2 separate regions of the Sus scrofa genome follow, and region 2 is linked to region 1. Evidence: chromatin contacts called from public promoter capture Hi-C data. All regions are on one chromosome and are shown on one strand. Each heading gives the region's core, a stretch centred on a gene start, on an enhancer-like site or on the middle of the called end of the contact. The rest is flanking DNA. Distances are from core to core; before and after follow the strand shown.

Region 1 (2,700 bases), core at 37-2,536:
TACTGGTTCTAACTTGGTCAGAACCAAAAAAAGAGAGAGTTAAGGATAGAGAACTGGACCAGGTATCATGATCAAGTCACACTGAAAAAAACAGTTACAGGTAGATATTTTTGAATTTATATAATCTAAAAAAGCGTTCATCTGGAGCTCCCATTACAGCGCAGCAGTAACGAACCCAACTAGCATCCATGAGGATACAGGTTTGATTCCTGGCCTCACTCAGAGGGTTAAGGATCTGGCGCTGCTGTGAGCTGTGGTCCAGGTTGCAGACATGGCTCAGATCCTGAGTTGCTGTGGCTGTGGTGTAAGCTGGCAACCGCAGCTCCAACTTGACTCCTAGCCTGGGAACTTCCTTATGTCCCAGGTGTGGCCCTCAAAAAAAAAAAAAAAAGACAAAAATAAATAAATACCCACTATGTTATAAACTGTACTGTATTCTCACTCTCCATTCCCCCAAATTCTTATTTTAAAGTCCTAACGCCTCTAGTGTAACTAAATTTGGAGAAAGGTGGAGTTACCGTCATGGTGCAGTGGAAAGGAATCTGACTAGAACCATGAGGTTTCAGATTTGATCTGTGGCCTTGCTCAGCAGGTTAAGGATCCTACACTGCTATGAGCTGTGGTGTAGGTCGCAGATGCGGCTCAGATCTGGCATTGCTGTGGCTGTGGGTGTAGGCCAGCAGCAACAGCTCGGATTAGACCCCTAGCCTGGGAACCTCCATATACCTTGGGTGCAGCCCTAAAAAGACAAAAGACAAAAAATAATAATAATTGGAGAAAGGACGGTTACTGAGGTCAGGTTAAATGAGGTCATGTGGGTGAGGGCCAGTCAGACAGAACCAACATTCTCCTAAGAGGAGGAAGAAGAGACAGAAAGGACCTCGTCTCTCTACACAGGAAGCAAAGACCACGTGAAGACATGGAGAGAAGGTGGCCAGGCCTGCAAGCCAGGGACAAAGGCCTCCCCAGGAACTAACCCTGCCAGCACCTGGATTTTGGAATCAGCCTCCAGAACTGTATGACAATAAATTTGTTGTTTAAGCCACCTCGTCTGTGATATCTTGTTACGGCGGCCCTAGCGGAGTAACACATATTAATACAGAAATCCAAAGCTCCAAAGGGCGTACTGCAGACAATTTCCTAACTAACCTCCACATAACCACATCACTAGTTGGTTTCTACTTCGCATCTATGAAATATTCTGACACCTGCGGCAAGCTGCTTGGCTAATGATCAGCTCTCCAGTGTGCCTGTTTAATTGTGCTCTCATCCTCTGACCTGTCTGTTTACCAAGAGTCATCTGTATCTACTTCCAACCCTGTGCATGGCAGCTGTTTTTGTTCTTCCAATATCGTATTGCATCATGTAACTTAAGTAAATATTACACAAAGGGGAAAAGTGAATTACTTTTAAAGATTAAATGCCTAAAAAACCACAACGTAAATAAGTAACAAAAAAACACATATATGCATGCACCCCCTCCATCCAATGAGATGCGGGTATGTCAGGGTTAAGAGACTAGGGACAAGGATTCTGCCCTCAGAGAGCTTTGCAAGAGACTCAGATCTCAGTGATTTTTAAACAAAGAGAAAATGACTTGTAGATAATAAACTACAGGTATAGCTTATTCAAGGACAAGGAAAAATTCCTACCAAACATGAAGAAAACACCTCGGATCTATATCTGAAGTCCAATAAATAGAGTGAATGAAATTCACATTTTACAGCAAGACAAGAAAAACATAAACATCAAAAATTTTCTCTGCCATTTGGCCTCCTCTTCCCCTGTACTGTGCATTGTGCATCTGTACTGTGCTTCAATCAAGCCTCCCCCATCGGCAGAAACATCTGCTAAACCATAAAGAGCAAATTCTTCCAGCATCTATAAGACAACGTCTTAAAAGATAACATTCCTTCTTGATCTCGTAAGGGGCCGCAATGACACTTAGACCTACATTTTGTATAGTGTCAGTAGTACGTCATTTCATGTACCGCCTTCAGTCTCAAAAAACTTACATTACTGTGTCTTGACTTCTAATAAGCAGAACAGTTTTTGAAGCTTTCTGAGATGCTATCCCAGGTTATAATCCTCCATTTGGCTCAAATAAAATTTTCCCTTTCTTTCTTAGATCGACTGATTAATGTTTTGTCAATAGTAATATGTGTTAAAAATGGGAGTTCCCGTCGTGGCGCAGTGGTTAACGAATCCGACTAGGAACCATGAGGTTGCGGGTTCGATCCCTGGCCTTGCTCAGTGGGTTAACGATCCGGCGTTGCCGTGAGCTGTGGTGTAGGTTGCAGATGCGGTTCGGATCCCGAGTTGCTGTGGCTCTGGCATAGGCTGGCAGCTGTAGCTCCAGTTAGACCCCTAGCCTGGGAAACTCCATGTGCCATGGGAGCGGCCCAAGAAATGGCAAAAAGACAAAAAAAAAAAAAAAAAAGTTTGTGTATGTATTTGGGGGGCAGAGGAGGTGGGGGGCAGCTGTAATGTCTTTTTTGACTCCTTGCTTTAAATGACTTTTAAAGTCACTGTTAAATACAGGTTTTTGTTTGGTTTCTTTTTTTTTTTTTTTTGGCTGCACCCAGGGCACTCGGCAGTTCCAGGGCCGGGGATCAAACCCACACCACAGCAGCAACCTGAGCAACAACAGCGACAACACCAGATCCTAAACTTGCTAGGCCACCAGGAAACTCCTAAATA
Region 2 (2,700 bases), core at 126-2,625, 37 kb after region 1:
ATTTTATGAACCCAATTCTAGCATCTCCTCATACCTAGAAAAGTACTAAAATCCTTCGTGATGACGTCTGCTCCTCATGACCAGTGGTAGCCTGAACGAGAGACTACACCTACTTTCTGTAAAATGTGTGCTTGGTTGCATGGACCTCCCCCTTCACCAAAAATCACGTAAATACTCACACACACCCCCGCCCATCATCTCTTTGGAGCCGTATTTCAAAACTACCAGAAATGCTGCCTCCTGGGCTAGAGTCCTCATTTCGTCCCAAATAGAACTTAATTCTCAGCTTTTAAGTTGGGCCTATTTTTAAAGTCGACAGCCTAACAACGGGATGCCACAGGAAAAACAGGATGAACCAACAATGGGGCTGGGAGGATTTGGGGAACAATTAAAAGCACCTGTATCACCTATAGTCACAGATAAACAAGACATGTTTCCTCTAACAAAGCAGTTTCATTGAACTGTTGGATGTTATACAACATTTAAAAAAAAAAATTTTCTGTATTCAGCTCCCCCCAAAATGTGGGCGATAATAACCTTACCCTTACATCATATTCTCCAAAACTTTTTATTGAGCATTAACTGGGTGTCAGGCATGATGTTTGGATCTGAAAATAAAGAAATGCTGAAAACGCGGCCTTCAAGGAAACTCAGAGCCCAACGCAAACATGACGGGATTTTAGCAGATCCGAGCCTGCACCCCAAAGGATTTCAGGAAAGACTATATAAAACTACACTGTAGCACATTACCTGTGGCTCAGGTACCATGTGAGGAGCCACAGTCAAGCATGTAATTCAGCTAATTTCCACCGCTAAGCATGTGGCATTTCTCACAATCGAGCGCAGAACTCTGCCATGTTGTTTCAAGTATGCAGAAGTTCAACCCTAACCAGATCCAAAATGAACTCGATCCTGCAGAGAACACAGGACCTCAAATAACGTCTAAGAGTGTTTTTAAGACATTCTACGTGAGAAAGCTTTAAATGTGGAGCTTCAGGAAAACTTCCCACCCCATACAACCGCCGGCAGCGTCCACAAGGACTCTGGCTGGGCGGCGCCGGGTGGGCCTCCTGGAGCCAAGGGAGGCAGCAGAGATTTCCCGGGACGCCCGCATACCTCTCCCCGGCCTCCCCAGCTTCCGTTATACACGCCCTCATTTTCCTCGCGGAGCCCCAGCTCCTTGAGCCAAGCATACTGGGGCTGATTGATGAGCAGCGTAGACATGAAGGCGGCAGGCCGGTCCCAGGGTCCTGAAAGAATGCGCTTCCTTGCAACGTGCACAAACAGCTGACCAGAAGCGCGCCACATACTGACCCAGGGAAGAGCACCACGCCTGCGGCCCTGAGGAGCTGCAGAAATAGGGCTCCGCCCCCCATCCGACGGAGCCCATTGGACAGGCCCGGACCCGCCCCTGGGACACGCCCCCCGCCGTCGCCCCGTCTATGGGTCCTCGCGGGAGCTGCGGGCTTAACCCCGGCCTGGAACAATGGTGAAACCCAGAGGAAGTGAGAGGGCTACTGCCATCTGGTGAAAGACGCCGGGAACAGCGGCATCAGCTAGAAATTTTTTTAAGCAAAATAGCGACTCTAAAATACAATCGGTTGGAAAGGGGCTTCTCAGATTGTAGTACGTAAGTCATCACCTGGCCATCATGTTAAATGCACATTTTGATTTGGGGGTATGGACCGGAACCTGAGAGTCCTTGATTATGACACTGCTGTTCCCCGGAGTAGTCAAAGGAGGTTTTTTTTTTTTTTTTTTTTGTGGCAGAGAAAGGATTGGTTTTTATCGCTTTGTTAAATTATAAATCAGAGTTTTCTCCTAATTCTCAGACATTTTAACAGAGTACTTAATTCTCACATTCCAGCTGCCAGTAAGATTCTTTGTACATGTATCCCCCAAACATATCCTTCCATTCTCTTCTCCATTTGATTCAAAAAATGAAAAGACATTTACAGATGCACTAAATTTTAGGAGCAGCACATAATGCTCTCAAGGATGTTCGTTTCCTTCGCTTCACTTAGTCAAGGAGAGAGGTTCAGGATCTCTCTAAACCAATTCTGGGATGACAGACCCCAGCAACTGCCTATATGGAAAAAAGGGATTGTATCACCCTTCCACTTTCTTTTTTCCAAACTCACTTAGCCTGCCAGATGGGAGGTCAGAAAAAATCACCAACAATGAATTTTGATGGTGCAGAGCAGAGAGAGATAGAATTAAATGAATCATATGAAAGCACATTTCACACATGAAAGAGAATCAAATGGATCCAATATGAAAGCATATATAAAAACTGCAAAGCCCTATAGAAATTCAAATGAAGTGGCTGAACTTGGGACACCTTGAACCAGTTGTGTATTAAAAGTGGAAGAGTCAGCAAATGGCTGATTCTGCTTTTCAAATGACTTATCAAAGGCATTATAGGCAGATGATTAAAGACTGGTGTAAGCCTAAGTACAAATGGCCTGTGCTTGGGAAGTCCTCTGTGAATGCTGGCTGTCTTCATTTTTCAAAGACAGCTGGTCAGAAGGCAGAGGGATGTAACATAAACATGGATGCTTGCCCCAAGGGAGCAGTAAACTGAAGAACTCACCACCACCCAAGATACAGATTCATTGTTCCAAATTCAGAATCTGATTTGTCAGAGCATGAGTGAGGGACACTAACTATTGCTCTAGGCAGACCCATATAAATTAAGTT

Evidence for each region. Promoter capture Hi-C pulls out the DNA fragments that hold promoters and counts their contacts.
Region 2: a promoter capture Hi-C map of liver shows a contact between it and region 1, with 3 times the contacts expected there. The contact joins the promoter of ALDH7A1 here to the enhancer-like site in region 1. A contact is called at or near these places in 1 of 5 promoter capture datasets (liver), 8 of 47 Hi-C or Micro-C datasets (alveolar macrophages, brain, embryonic fibroblasts and 3 more) and 1 of 2 datasets of contacts at active chromatin or transcription factors (alveolar macrophages).

Annotation. Positions count from the first base shown.
Region 1 is chr2:129,671,750-129,674,449 of Sscrofa11.1, forward strand. The region is part of intron 13 of ALDH7A1 (alpha-aminoadipic semialdehyde dehydrogenase); the gene reads right to left. Among named protein-coding and RNA genes, the nearest start is that of ALDH7A1, 37 kb to the right of the region's middle. Within about 2 kb of position 1,287, at least 1 of the 83 cell types and tissues checked has an H3K27ac peak or open chromatin away from gene starts, as enhancers often do. A contact at or near this core is called in liver, where this site is marked.
Region 2 is chr2:129,708,353-129,711,052 of Sscrofa11.1, forward strand. ALDH7A1 (alpha-aminoadipic semialdehyde dehydrogenase) reads right to left here and starts at 1,376. Exons shown (of 18, transcript XM_013995069.2): 1 at 1,117-1,376. The coding sequence starts at 1,308.